5 separate regions of the Mus musculus genome follow, and all the other regions are linked to region 4. The links are chromatin contacts, called in public Hi-C and promoter capture Hi-C maps. All regions are on one chromosome and are shown on one strand. The core of a region is the stretch at or near the end of the contact, and the rest is flanking DNA. Distances in the headings are between cores, read along the strand shown. Region 1 holds the start of Ints14 (integrator complex subunit 14). Region 2 holds the start of Fbxl22 (F-box and leucine-rich repeat protein 22). Region 3 holds the start of Clpx (caseinolytic mitochondrial matrix peptidase chaperone subunit). Region 4 holds the start of Pclaf (PCNA clamp associated factor). Region 5 holds the start of Aph1c (aph1 homolog C, gamma secretase subunit).

Region 1 (2,700 bases), core at 118-2,617, 930 kb before region 4:
AAACCAAACCAAAAAAGAAAAAAAAAAAAAAAAAGACTTATTCCTTTCTACGTCACCGAAAAGCCAGCTGTTCAGCAGAACGAGGACGACGACAACAAATCTGAACACCTATCAGATCATTAAAAATGAGCAAACTAATTAACTTAAGTTTAGTCTTTAAGGTCATAAACCAGACCATGTATCTAAGCTGGCCTAGAACAGCAATCCATGGCTGAATCATCACCACAATAGAGCAACTAGACAGATAACTCCTCTGTCTGCATAGTCTTGGCCAGATCTCTCCCATTACGGCTAAGTAATCAGGCTATATATTCTTACTTACCTAGAGCCCCATAACTGTTCAAACATAGCAAGGTCTTTTGAAATATTGAAACTAGCCTGGTTGGAGAAAGATGTCCTGCAGCAAACAAAAGCTAAGTCTACAGGCCATGCGGCCTTGATATTGGTTCCCCAGAGTCTAGTGTTGGCTTTCTCTGCCACCTCTAATAGAAAGAGGAAACATTAAAGAACAACAAACACTTTCCCACGGAGCAAGTTGTGGTAAGTCAGTTCTAAGAGTTTCCCTTCCTTATCCCGCTTGCAACCCATAAGCTTAAAGAAAGCCATATGCCTAAGACTTTACAGGGAGCTCTGTGTTCTCACTTGTAATTGCTGTTGTGAAGTATTGGTCTTTGAACCATAACTACCCAGCGTTCTGTTAGCATCCGTTGAGGCCTACTACTAACTGACATTCTCCAGGCCCCTACAGCCCACAGGGTTAGCAAGTCACCTTTTGCCCACCTCACCCTCTCATCCCCGCCCAGGAACTCCCTGAGGCATATGCTATGCTAGGGACACCTGGTGGAGAGAAGCAGGCAGGGACCCTCAAAGCCTTACATGGAATCCTAAAAGCAAAACCTTCAGCACATCTCAGGCACAAAAGCAATAACTGAGTCACGCTTCTGCCGGTCTCAAAGTCAGGGTAGGGAAATAACGTGGTACTAAGATCTCAATGCAACTTAGACTCAGGGCAGCCAGGTGCTTACAGTCTGAGCACTCAGCCGGGGATTACAGTTTTTTAAGAGTAGGAAGAGCATCCTACTGTTCTGTCGGTGTGACTGAGAATTCTGAAGAAGAAAAGCAATGACAGAAATGTTAGACACTGGCCAGGGGTCTACAGGTTAATAAAAAGGCAAAGCAGAGATAAATGGAGGGAGGCACCCAGAATGGGGTAAGACAAAGGGGGAAGGGCCAGAAACCCCCCGCAGGGCTCAGCCTGGGAGGAAATTGGGGCTCCGTGGGCAAGAGACAGAGGAGGAGCACCCCCTAGCGTCCCGGGAGAGCCACAACCCAGCGCCCGTGGGCTGGAAGCCCCGCCCAGCCCACGCTATTCGCTGCCTCCGGGTTCCCTTATGTCGCACGGCCCTTAAGTTCCGGCTATGGCGCGCGGACGGAAGGTTTAAGCGGACGGACAGAGGCTGGAGATGGGCTCCGGGTAAGTCAGGGAATGTGCCTGTTGAGGGCTGTGTTTCGATGGCGGTTGGGGTTACAGGGGAAGGAGTGGAAGGAACAACACAGGGCGGGCGGCGGACCTTCTCTGAGGCCCGCGTAGGGTGGCGGTCTCAGGGGCGCTGGCTCCAGGGCCTGCGACAGGCCTGCCCTCTGTGTGGCCCGGGTCTTGTAAGCAGCAGGATTCCGCGCTTGGGGCCGTGTTTCTTCCTCCCCTGAGAGTCTTCCGTCCCTGGACCCTGAGACTTCCGTCCCCTCTTTCCCCGAGAGTTCCATACAACAAATGTTTTGGGCTCGTTTTAAAGGTAAAGGTCTATTCTTCAGTTGCAGTCTTAAGTGAACTCTGCTGCACTTCAGGCTACCCATTCAGATATTAATCATCTGAGAATTTAGAGGAATTCGTAGGGCAAGCCAGAGCGACAGAAAAGCCGACGTGTATGCACTTAGAAACTGAAGTGGAGCTTTGAGAGATTCCTGAGCGTCAAATTGCTATGAATGGGCTAATGATCCCCTTCAGAGTAGAACTATAAATGTAATTGATGGCTTTTAGAGCAGTCATGTGGCGAGGATGTATCATCAGGAGTAGACTGTCCAGGAGAAAGAAAACCCTTGGTTATCTGAAACATTGTAAAATGGTACCAATTGGAAAGGCTGAGGGCGGTGTGGGGAAATTTGATCAGAGTCAGCCCAAGTGAGAAATACATCGTGTTATCTACTAATGAGAGATCTTTTATTTTTCAGTTTTGTGGCTAAGCCCAGACTGCTTGAGTGAAACAGCCTTCAGGGACGTTCCATTCTTTCGTTTATCCCAGTGCTTACAACCCAAAAACAAAATTGGATTGCCACAAGTCGGCCACGGCTGAGGAAGTGCACTCGGGCCCTGACACAAATGCATCAGTCAGGAGAAAGAGCCAGCTTCTCAGGTGTCTTCAGAGAAGGCCAGACTGACAGCTGCGGTCACCCATTGCAGTGCTAGCAGCAATTTCATGGACTGGAAGTGCTTGTTGGTACTTGATCCAGAAAACTGTTTCTCAATCTCTTAAGAGGTGAGGGCGTGATCATCAGCTTTAAAAACCATAAAGGCTTCCGTGCATAAATGTGACCCACAAGAGCTGGATAAACTGCACCTGAGCAGAAGTGCAGGACTCCCTGGTGGCTCTGCTTAAATAAGAAAGTGTATTTTTGTGTACAGAGTTAAAATTTACAATGTAT
Region 2 (2,700 bases), core at 87-2,586, 620 kb after region 4:
GAAACCCATCAAAATGGCCTTGCCTGGTCTTGTCAGAGCCAAGCCCAAATCCAACTTGGGAAGAGAACAAGTGAAAGGCAGGCCCCTGTAATTACTTTCTGTGGTGAGGCCAGCCCACAGTGGTACTAACCCTAGATGGCAGCAGCTAGCAACCACCCATGCTTCTTAGCTAGCAGGGAGCTCTTTCTCCTCAGCAGCTGGCACAGCCATGTTGGCCATAGCTTCCCTGCACAGGAAGGTGTGACTGACCCATTTTGTGGCTCAGCCTGTGCAAGGGATTGGGGGGAGGAGGGAGGGATGTGTGGCATCAAAAGATCAAATAGGGGATTTTTCAGGGCATCCCCTATTACGGTTTATCTCAAATTCAAATATAACTGGGTGGTGTGTATCTTACTTGCTAAGATCTGGCAGTCCTACACTGGCACAGCACACTATGTCTCAGAGTATCCCTTATGCCCTGACAGTTGAAATCCATCCCTGAGTGCTGTGCAGGACAAGTGTGTTCCCCAGAGGAGACGCTCACTGCTACTTTGCATAGGCTTTGCTTCAGCTTACCTGAGCACCCTAGCTCTCCTTCCTTAGCAGCAGTTCTCAGGCCTCGGTAACTGCATTCTTGTTTGAGGAATGGTGTTTATTTTTGGCCAAATTAGAGGCCTGAGCCAACTGATGCCTTTGGGAGCCTGACCTTGAAAATCCAGGCTCAGCTGAACCCAACCAGGCCTTAATGGCTGCCAGTGAAGACAGCTGCTCCAAGGAGCCGCTGAACCCAGCTGAACTCAACTTCATTTGCCACAGCAGCATTTTTAGGAGCTGAGAGTGAGCCGATTTAACCCAACTCTTTGGGCACTGGTTGTCTGCCTTGGTCTCAATCTGAGCCATATTGCTCTTGGAATGTGTGCTTCCCAGCCCTCCCTGGAGCCAGGGCCAACAAAGCCACAGTGCTCAGGGGCAAGGTGGCCTACCTGTTGCACACCTGCAGGAGGAAATCATTAACCAGGCTCTCGTGCTGGCTGCAGATGCTCCTCTGGAGGGCGCTCTTGAGCCAGTCCTCGATGCTGCACACCTGCACACGGCTGGAATGCCAACAGATGGACAGGCTGCGCAGCGCAGGGCTCAGCCGGAAGTTGTCTTTCTTGAGCTCTGCGAGAGAATGGAAGTGCAGCAGGGGCCAGAGGGTGGGGTCCTCAAACACATCTCGGAGCTGGGAGCAAGTCCTGGAGAGGCTCCTCCGGCTGTCCTTGTCCAGGAAGGAGAAGAGACACAGCAGACACTCCCGATTGAGCTGGGTTATGTGCATGGTGAGTGGTGGCCGCACGTGAATGCCCAGAAAGGGTCTGACCTGCCTCCTGCTTCCTCCCCAGATCAGGACTGGTGGACATATATGGTTGAGGAATGGTGTTTATTTTTGGCCAACAACTGGTGCTGAAGCTCGGGGTGGGGAGGGCGGGTGTCAGGATCCAGACTTACTCGAAGCCATCTGTGGTTCGGCTTATGTTCAGAGGGCCTGAAAGTCCTGGCAGAAGAGCAGCCCATTGAAGTTACAAGTTTTCCTTAAAAGGGATTTCTTTTCCTCTGAGCTGATAAGTGTTGAGCACAGGGCTCTTGGCTTTTACTAAGGTGTTTTCATTGGAGGTAATTAGCGACAACAGCCCTTCCTGGGCTTGCAGCCTTTCTCCTAGCAGGACAGTGAGTATTAGCTGTTAGGTATCAGAGTGTGTCGGTGCGGCTCCTCTGCTCACCCTTGCTAGGAAGAGGTCATTTTTACCATGCCCCAAACTGTGAGTGGAATCTGAGGATCATGCTTGGTACTTTAGCTCAGGACACTAATGGCTACCTTGCAAAGATGAGCTATCTTTAAACCCCAATGGCAAGGCCCAAATGGCTCCATTTTTACCCTAAACTGTCATAAGATTCATCTGAAATGTTATTTTAAAAGCTAGCACGTGTGTGTGAGACAGACAGACTGGTGCATGTGTTCTTTTTCGTGGGTGATTTGCAGAGTTTCATTATCTGTCCTAGATAGCATTCCCCAATATGTGAGGGTGGGCAGTTTCTATTTTTGAACACTTAATTGAAGTGTAAATAACTGGAAGTGAACTGCAAGTCTGATGGGTTTCAATGCTTGCACACAGCCCCCAGCTGCCCTGCTTTTTAGGAAGCTGTGCTGCAGATCTGGAAGTATGAAGCTGCTCTAAGTGCATACAACTTGGTGGAAACCTAAGACTACTACAGCTTCCCCTGAAAGAACTCCACAGAACCCCTTAATGACTACTCCCCTTTCCTCCTGCCCATGTAGGCTACAAGACTGGCCCCTGATGGCTGTTGCTCTGCCATTTCTTCTTCCTTCCTCTCCTCCTCCTCTTTTTTTTTTTTTTTTTTTTTTTTGGCTTTTTGAGACAGGGTTTCTCTGTATATCCCTGGCTGTCCTGGAACTCACTTTGTAGACCAGGCTGGCCTCGAACTCAGAAATCCGCCTGCCTCTGCCTCCTGAGTGCTGGAACTAAAGGCGAGCGCCACCACTGCCCGGCTTGCTCTGCCTGGAAACAATCCACAGAAGAGCCCAGCTGGTGAGGCGGGACTAGGATGTGATTCGTCTGCAGCCAGAATGAATGGTAACGTGCACAATGACATCTTGGCATCATACAGACTACTAAGTCTTAATGGCCAATGATCTTGGCATGGCCACCACTCCCTTGAGGG
Region 3 (2,700 bases), core at 70-2,569, 600 kb before region 4:
ATAACTTCTCTTTTTGGGCGGGAGAAGCCAGAGACAGCCCTCTTGGTTTGCTCACAGCATCCATGGAGGGAGAGCTTCTGAGAGAGTCTAAGAACACAGTTGGAAAGCAACATACTGAGAGGACTTGAGTCTCTCCTCACAACTGTATTCCTGGATGCAGCTGAAGAAGGAGTGGGTCTTAGTGAAGAAAGACAAGAATTCTCTTTCATCTCTGAAACTTTACCATGAGGTGTTACCACGAGTCAGCTCTCTAAGAAAGAACCCTGTAGTAGTATGAACCACCTGGAATTCCCCTTCTGTGAGCTAGACCCGGGGAACTGGAAGTCACTTTTCTGGCTGGAGATTGACGCTGGTTAATGTAAGTGAACTGGTGTTGATCCTGGCTTAATTCTCTTTCCTCACAGTTTCTGTCTAAAGGTTCCAGCAGGGTGTGGTACAACTCGGTAGTCTCATCTAGAGGTGGGAGCACAGGCATCAGATGTTCAGAGCCATTTTCAGCTACAGAACAAGTTCCAGGCCACCTAGCAATTTGGCGGCTAGAGTTGATGATATATATATAATTACTCTGGCATAAATTCCAAACCAAACCCAAATAAAACCCATATGGTGTTAGAGGCAGTACTCTTAAATTCGAGGTCAGCCTGGTCTACAGAGGGAGTTCTTGGACAGCCAAGGTTACACAGACAAACCCTCGCTCAGAAAACCAAAACAAAAATCCACACAGGCAACTAGCCCCGACTGAAAACTTTATCATCACAAAGCTTGAAAGAGCAAGGAAAGCTAGCTCTATCCAGCTTGTTGCTCGGAGTGGGAGTGGGATTAGGAGACCATTTCCATGCTGCAAATGAAACGAAACAGCGAACATAAAGGAAGCCAGGATATAGAGTCCATGAAGGAAGGAACTTGCCGAAGTGCAAGCGCCTGGTAGTTACTGTCTGTTTATAATTATTATGTGGGATTATGGTCTTTACCACTGAATTACATTCTTAGTTTTCGGATCACTTAAAAAAGATCCTCACCTTTTTGCGCTTTTATTTCCCCTGCTCCTAAGAAGCGTAGGGTCAACTCCCGACACGGCGCGTGTCTCTTTGGGTCTAAAACTTTTTAACATCCGAATAAAGAGACTTCCCGAGAAATTAGGCGACCGCAAAATTTTGGGTTCGCCGCTTGCCGTAGCGCGCTCATTGGTGCCCAGGTTACCGCCCCATTCTCTGGAATCACGTTAGTCTCCACGCATGCGCAGCGTAAACTCACGCCTCCTCCTGGGTCTAGGACGCAAGCGCGCGCACGCTCCCCGGCCGGGGTGGGCGGGGAATGGGGGAGAGTAGGGAGGGAGGGGAGGAGGGGAGGAGCCTACTCCGGTGAGTAGAAGGCGGTGGGACGCTGGGATCGTCCAGGCCTGGCTGCCTGGTGGGGAAAACGCTGCGCCAGCATAGAACCGACGGAAGGGAGCGGAGCCAGTCAGCGGAACACTCGCGCGACACGATCGGGTCGCTGAGCCCCCTCGATCCTCAGGGCGCGAAGCCCTGGCCTAGGCCCCGCGGAGATGTCCAGTTGCGGCGCTTGTACCTGCGGCGCTGCGGCCGCCCGGCTTCTCACCACTTCGCTCACCTCCGCGCAGAGAGGTAACGAAGTAGTCCCGAGCCGGTGCCCGCTCTGGGCTCTCGGCGAGTGAACCTGTGGGGATCCCGGGGGGAGAGGAGGGCTTGAAGGCTGCGAGGCGCTACGAGCCTCTGGAGTACCTGGCTGTCGGATTGGAAGGAAACCCGGTGGGCTATCGCTGGCCTGTGAGCTCTCGGGCCTTCGGAGTTTGGGGGCTGGAATGAGGCCATCTCGCCTCAACTCAGGGAGAACAACCGAGTGCGACGCAACACTCGTTAAAAGTGTCCCCCGTGCAGCCCTTCTTGGGGCCTGTCACTTTTGGGGAGTCTGTGCCCGGTTGTCGGGCTAGTCGCCTGGACCGGCAGCGCAAGGGTGTCACTGACATTGTGCGGTCTCGGGGACGACAAGACGTAAACACAGCTCGCTGGCCTTCCAGATATTTGGGAAACTTGGGGTCCCAAGATATTTGGGAAACTTGGGGTCCCAAGAAAGCAGCGGGGAGGTGGGGCGAAAACGACCGCTGGAATTCCTGAAATACTTAAATTTAGCAACAGTCATTCGCCCGCTTCCCCAGCTTGACAGCTGGGATCAGCCTCTAAGAGTGGAGTGGCTCTTGTTTACTTTGCTTCTCTATTCATCAGGACCTGTGACAGAGTGCACACCTGCCAAGAGATTCCGGGAATGAAACCCGTTTTTCTTTCCCACAAGTCTATGCATATCAGATTGTAAGGCTAGGTCTTGTTAGGCTCTGAACTTACAGATGTCTTTTCATGACGATCCTTGGATCAATAAAAGCAGTTTTCCTTTTTTTTTTTTTTTTGACTAATTCTAAAATCATCATTGTCTACTAACTGTATAATTGGCAGTTTATAATACACATGAAATGGAGTAACATAGGCGGAAGCATTTAGTATTGACACGTAAGTGTAAGATTTAGTCTTAAAACATTGCCACACCTCAAGTAGGTGTCCCAGTTCCAGAGGTTTGATTTGTAAACACTGGAAAGAAACATAATTTTAATGTATTGTTTGACCTACATTCGTTGAGGGCTTAAGGTATTACAGTTTGGTACTAGGGGTATTAAATTCATCATGTTTA
Region 4 (2,700 bases), core at 7-2,506:
TTACCTCTCCAGCTCCTGTTTTTTCGGTCTAGCTCTTTCCTTTCCTTCCTTCCTTTCTTTTTTTAAATAAACGATTTATTTTAATTTTATGTGTATTGGCATTTTGCCTGCCTGCATGTCTGTGTGAGGGTGCCAAGTCACTTGGAGCTTGGTTACTGCCATGAATGAACTGCCATGCTAGTGCTAGGAATTGAACTGGGTTCCTCTGAAAAAGCAGCAATACTCTCAACTACTGTGCCCCTTTTCTTTTCTTCCTTTCTATATTTTTTTCTTTTTTCTAAAATATTGTGATCTAGCCCAGACTGGCAAGGAACTCACAATTTCCCAGTCTCTCTGCCTCCTCAGGGCTGAGATTACAAGGTGCAGTAGGCCTGGCTTTAAAATCTTTAAATTGAATATACTATTAATTGTTGATTTGGTTAAGGCCCTGAATAGATTTCATTGCTGTTCAAGCATAATTCACTGCAGAAAAGTAGTTCTGTAACATGCTGAAGGGTCATCTTTTAAACAAGCATTAACAGACAGCATTCTGCAGCAAGCACATACGGTTTTGTTTCGTGCATGGCATTCAGAACAAACACAAATTCTTAGGAATATTGTAATTTGAAATATGGGTCAGACAATATGATCTCTTTTTTGCAGGGTTATCCTCACGTGGGTTGGTGCTGTGACCCTTTTACATTTGGCATTTAAAAAATTCTTTGGCCATGTTTTTTAAATTTTATTTACTTATTTTTATATGTGTATGGACAATTTGTCCTAATTTTTTGTCTCATGCGATCTGAAAACGGTTTTTAAAACACTGTAAACTAAATAAACTAAATTGAGTTTTCCTTTCTCCCGCCTCAGAAAGTTGTTTTAGAACACAGTAGGGTTCATCCTTAGGATACTAAACTTTAGTTATGATTTACATAGAAAAGTCCACTTAATTTTCACTTTCAGTGTTTAATTATCATGGATTTAACTCTGGTAACTTTTGAAGAAATTTTACAATCCCTATCTCTACTTGGTTTTATTTTGGCTAGTTCACAACCTATCTACCTCACCTCCATACTTCGTGCCCCCCTCTTCCCCCACCCAGAGTCCTAGCACCGCCTACCAGGGAGGTACAAATCACGACCACTGGGGCTGATGGACTGACTGGCCAGCAAAACCTTAAGTCTCGAGGCTGTCACTGCTGGACGCTGTCAATTGGTCCAGAGTGAAGGCGCGGAACCAATAAGAATCGAGGTTCTCAAGCGCTTGGAGCGCGCGGGAAAGAGACCCATTTAAACGGTGGCGGGAACATCATTTTCGGGTTCTTCTCTAATTGAGACATCTGCAGTTGGGGTGACGGTGAAAGTTGTCTCTTCTTGTGTGAACATGGTGCGGACCAAAGCAAACTACGTTCCAGGAGCCTACAGAAAAGGTAAATGATGCAGCGAGGTGGCAGGGGGTTCCCTAGGCAGCCTGTCCAGGGGTGGAGACGCCCATGGCTGCCTCCCATTGAGCAGCTAGAAGGCAGGCTCCCGGCCCTCACTGCTAATAAGCTGCAGAGAACAGGCAAGGTCGTTTGCTGCTGTTCATCTCCCTCCTCTTTACTGGCCTGGGACTGTTGTAGAACAAAGCTCGGGGATCCGAACCCTCCTGCCTTTTCTGAACGCCCCTATTTATCTCTCTCTGCAGCGGTGGCTTCTCAAGCCCCTAGGAAGGTGCTTGGCTCCTCCACCTTTGTCACCAATTCTTCAAGTTCGTCGAGAAAAGGTAGGAAGGGTCGTGGAAGCTTCTGAAGTAACACCCCGAGAGCATCAGGCCGGGCAAGGCAGTACTAACCTGTGTGGTCCTGACCCGCGGTGGATTTATTTTTACTTAGTTTCCTTCCTCTGGAATTTGTTTCCGTTGACATTCTCACACCTAAATTTCTTTCTCGCCCTCTAAGGGAGCCTTAGTCTTTCAGCAGGCTTGGATGGGGGTGAGGGTCCAATGGAAAATTCATGTCTTGGTGGTGAGGGGCAGTATATTTTTAAACTTTTTTTTTTCTTTTCTGAATGGTGTTTTAAAAATTGTTAACAGTTACTATTTTCTTGGAGGCTACTTAAGTGTCTCCTCATTAGATTTATGGTGATGATTGACTGTACTACCGCGTTTCCGGTTGGGGGATGTATGTGAGTGTCTGTTTGACCATGCATGCAATCTTTGGGAACTGAACCCTGGGCCTTCCTTGCCCATGTTGAACAAGTACCCTACCGCTGAGCTAACCACACTGCCCCAGATTGGTTTGCTTTTGTCTCTGCTTTTCCCTCCTCCTCTACTCCCCAGTTCTTCCCCTATCCGACCTTCCTTTTTAACTCTCTCCTCCCTTTTGTTCTCCCTCCTTCCCTCCCTTTTCCTTCTTCCAAGGTCTCATGTAGCCCAGGCTGGCCTCAACATTTTTATGTACAAAGAACACCTTTGAACTCCAGATCCTTCTGCCCTCCATCTCCCCACTGCTGGAATAACACACACACACACACACACACACGTTCTCATGTAATTCAGGGTAGCCCCAAACTTGTTACGTAGCTAAAGCTGGCCTTCAACTTCTGATCTCTCTGTCTTTAAGATCTTCAATTTAGGGGATTAGCAGGTCAAACTTGGGTTTCCAGGATTGTAGGTGAGATTCACCATTCTCCTGTTATATTTTTTAAAGGGGCAATTTTCTCTGAATTTTGATTTTACATT
Region 5 (2,700 bases), core at 33-2,532, 940 kb after region 4:
CGAATCAGCATTTGCTAATCAATGGTCCATTTTCCTCCTAGTGAAAAAACAGTCCAAGAGGAACGTCAGATGCCCTCAACAAGGACGATTCAGTGACCCTGTCTGTGTACACCAGAACACTATCTGCCAAGGACTGGCAACGAGGAAGTTGGTTACTGCTTTGCCTCATTGGTGTGCCATAGAAACATATAACCAGTGGCTGTTACAATTTTCATATCCTAGAAAATGTGAATTTAATGGCTTAGCTGTCTGTAAAGATAAGTATCTTTTCTGAAGGAAAACAAACACCTACACCTGTATTTATTGTGTGCACCATGGAAAACTCAGAAGTTGAAAACCCATGCTGTGGTCTAGTTGTTTTCCAGGCCCGGTTCTTACAACCTTCCTGTGGACTTTAAGGACACAGCAAGCTTGACGTTCAACAGACTCTATTGATTTTTAATGCCAACAGCGAAGGAGCACTATTTATTACAGGAAAAAAGAACGCAGAGAGGCTGGAGTTCCTGGCTAGCCAGTGAGTTGCCTGGGTGCCAAGTCTCAGAAACTCAGTCTCAGCAGGTGCAAAGGGATCAAGACCGCAGTCACCAGCAGAGTTAGATATTTACCAAGTTCTCAGCAAGACTGGTCAGGTGTTGCAGCGGTTTTCTCAGGCTTTCACCATTGGCTGCACCCCAACCATTACCCAGGGGCCTACAAGAAAAATCTGAGCCCAAATTCCTCACAGGCATTCTGAGTCCAAGAACGGGGGTTGAGGAGGTGGACAACTGATCCCCAGGTGTCTTTAATGGCAGAGAGTGAGAACAGCTCTTCGATGCCGCTGAGCACTGAGTGAAATGAGAAATTCCTACGGAAAGACTAAGGCTCCATACACGAATGTATCCACTTATTCCCATCTTCCACAGAAGCCAAGACCCGCAGGACTCGCCTGCTCAGCCTGAACCCCCTCCCCCCAGTCTTGGACAGTCCCACAAGCTGGGAGCCACTGGGAGATGGGGATCCCGGGGTCGTGGAAACCCAGGAGAGGGAGGGACCCGCGGTGTCCGGGACTCGGCTCAACCTCACCCAGCGATGAGGAAAATGACGCGCAAAGGGTCGGTGGCGATGGTGAAGAGGTAGAGTGCGAACGCGGGCCCGAAGGCGATGAAGGCGCAACCGAAGAACACAGGCAGCGTCATGGTACCCACAGAAGCCAGTCCCGGGGGACCTGAGTGGATCCGAGGTGACTGGGACGATTTCTTAGCGGAATGCGGGGCGGGGCAGGCCTGCCAGGTACTCCGGGCTCGATCAGAGAAGGGGGCGGAGCAAAGCCCGGGAGGCGGGGCCTCGAGGTGCTCCAAGGCTTTTTTGAGCGGAGGGCGGGACGTACGAGAGGCGGTGCCTTAGGGGCGGTTTCTGGCCAATCAGAGCCTGGGGGCGGTGCAGGACACAGCCAGTCAGAGCAGAGGGCGGAGCGGCGCTCTAGATGAAGTGCCTTGAGATGCTCCGCGGCTTGTTTTTGCAGAGGGCGGGGTGGAGTCGAGGAGGCGGGTCCTCGAGCTGCTCCACAGCAAGGCAGGACTGGGCGGGGGCGGAGCTCGAAAAACAGAGCCTGTATCGCACAACGGTCAGTCGCAGAGGGGTGTCCAGGCGGATCTCGGGAGGTAGTTCCAGGAGGTGCTCCAGGCGCTGAGAGCGAATGGCGGTGCAGGATTCGGGAAGCTATTTCTTGAGAGGCTCAGAGTACTGTTAGAACCTGTGCAGCGGCATCGAGAAGCTGTCAGAGAGGCGGTTCCTCGAGGGGCTCCACGTGCTGTCAGAACCGGGGCGGCCTCTAGTGTCTCTGCGTGCGTACAGCGCAGGGGACAGGGCCTCGAGGGGCTTCACAAGCGGTCAGAGCGGAGGTGCAGCCTGGAAGGATTCGGTGTGCGGGCAGGCTGGGCAGCAACGCGGCCTCCTGGGACTCCACGTGCCGTCAGACTGCGGGGCGGGGCCTTGAGGGCTGGGCAGTTCTTCAGAGCACTCGGGGTGCTGAGAATGGAAAGGGGTCCTTCAAGGTTTCTTCTCTAGGTTTCTTGGGGCAATGAAAGTTGCCCGCCGAACTGGGCGGGCGCCTAGACCTCCGAGAGGCAAAGGGCTACACCAAGCCTCAGACTTGCCAGCGCTGCAGGTCCTTATTCCAAAGCGTGGCTCACTGAAGACTTAAAAGCTGTGCCCCAGCCCTCTTGCCTGTGGGTACACATTGTCCCTGGTGCTGGCCAACTGTAAGGTGGTCTAAGGGAGATTACCAGGCCACTTTTGTGCTGAAGGTCAATTGAAGTAAACAGCAGGACAGGGGCACGGTTCCTTTAAAGTAAGTATTTTTTCTGTGTCCGTGGTTGCAGGAATGTGGGGCTCCCATCCTATGTAAAAATCCAACTGGGCTGGTATGACCCAGGTGAATCATCCCCTATGGAAAAGGAATAATGAAATACTGACGAGTTGTTCTGACAAGTTGGTTTCTGTGCCACTAACAGCCCTGATCTCCAAAAACTTAAAAAATTTTAAAGGCATTCTCTAATCATATCTGAATTTAAATTTCAGGACAAACAACCACAGCTATGTTAAGAATGCTACAAGGTTAATATTGACTAATTACATTCATGTTTGTGGAGAATTGAAACGCTGTAGATACAGAGCCAATATCTTGGGCTATCTAGCCTCTTTAACAGCTATTCATTCCCA

What was found. Promoter capture Hi-C pulls out the DNA fragments that hold promoters and counts their contacts. A called contact is a pair of places that touch in the nucleus more often than the background predicts.
Region 1: a contact with region 4 is called in a Hi-C map of B cells, with 8 read pairs. The contact joins the promoter of Ints14 here to the promoter of Pclaf in region 4. A contact is called at or near these places in 2 of 39 promoter capture datasets (cranial neural crest and liver) and 1 of 484 Hi-C or Micro-C datasets (B cells).
Region 2: a contact with region 4 is called in a promoter capture Hi-C map of pre-B cells, with 4 times the contacts expected there. The contact joins the promoter of Fbxl22 here to the promoter of Pclaf in region 4. A contact is called at or near these places in 5 of 39 promoter capture datasets (hippocampal neurons, liver, neutrophils and 1 more), 1 of 484 Hi-C or Micro-C datasets (CD4 T cells) and 1 of 115 datasets of contacts at active chromatin or transcription factors (memory CD8 T cells).
Region 3: a promoter capture Hi-C map of erythroid cells shows a contact between it and region 4, with 17 times the contacts expected there. The contact joins the promoter of Clpx here to the promoter of Pclaf in region 4. A contact is called at or near these places in 6 of 39 promoter capture datasets (the C10 cell line, cranial neural crest, erythroid cells and 3 more), 1 of 484 Hi-C or Micro-C datasets (B cells), 4 of 115 datasets of contacts at active chromatin or transcription factors (the SCID.adh cell line, bone marrow-derived macrophages, epiblast stem cells and 1 more) and 3 of 9 other capture datasets (adipose tissue, liver and pancreatic islet).
Region 5: a promoter capture Hi-C map of pre-B cells shows a contact between it and region 4, with 3 times the contacts expected there. The contact joins the promoter of Aph1c here to the promoter of Pclaf in region 4. A contact is called at or near these places in 5 of 39 promoter capture datasets (the C10 cell line, the HPC-7 cell line, erythroid cells and 1 more) and 1 of 115 datasets of contacts at active chromatin or transcription factors (large pre-B cells).

Annotation. Positions count from the first base shown.
Region 1 is chr9:64,959,465-64,962,164 of GRCm38.p6, forward strand. Ints14 (integrator complex subunit 14) reads left to right here and starts at 1,368. Exons shown (of 13, transcript NM_001077631.2): 1 at 1,368-1,474; 2 at 2,230-2,534.
Region 2 is chr9:66,513,257-66,515,956 of GRCm38.p6, forward strand. It overlaps Fbxl22 (F-box and leucine-rich repeat protein 22), which reads right to left and starts at 1,337. Exons shown (of 2, transcript NM_175206.4): 1 at 963-1,337. The coding sequence starts at 1,297. It overlaps Usp3 (ubiquitin specific peptidase 3), which reads right to left. Exons shown (of 15, transcript NM_144937.4): 15 at 1,383-2,700.
Region 3 is chr9:65,292,941-65,295,640 of GRCm38.p6, forward strand. It overlaps Clpx (caseinolytic mitochondrial matrix peptidase chaperone subunit), which reads left to right and starts at 1,320. Exons shown (of 14, transcript NM_011802.3): 1 at 1,320-1,625. The coding sequence starts at 1,547. It also overlaps the pseudogene Gm16218.
Region 4 is chr9:65,889,067-65,891,766 of GRCm38.p6, forward strand. Pclaf (PCNA clamp associated factor) reads left to right here and starts at 1,257. Exons shown (of 4, transcript NM_026515.2): 1 at 1,257-1,408; 2 at 1,666-1,743. The coding sequence starts at 1,363. All of the region lies in intron 1 of Trip4 (thyroid hormone receptor interactor 4), which reads right to left.
Region 5 is chr9:66,833,424-66,836,123 of GRCm38.p6, forward strand. It overlaps Aph1c (aph1 homolog C, gamma secretase subunit), which reads right to left and starts at 1,283. Exons shown (of 6, transcript NM_026674.3): 1 at 1,063-1,283. The coding sequence starts at 1,175.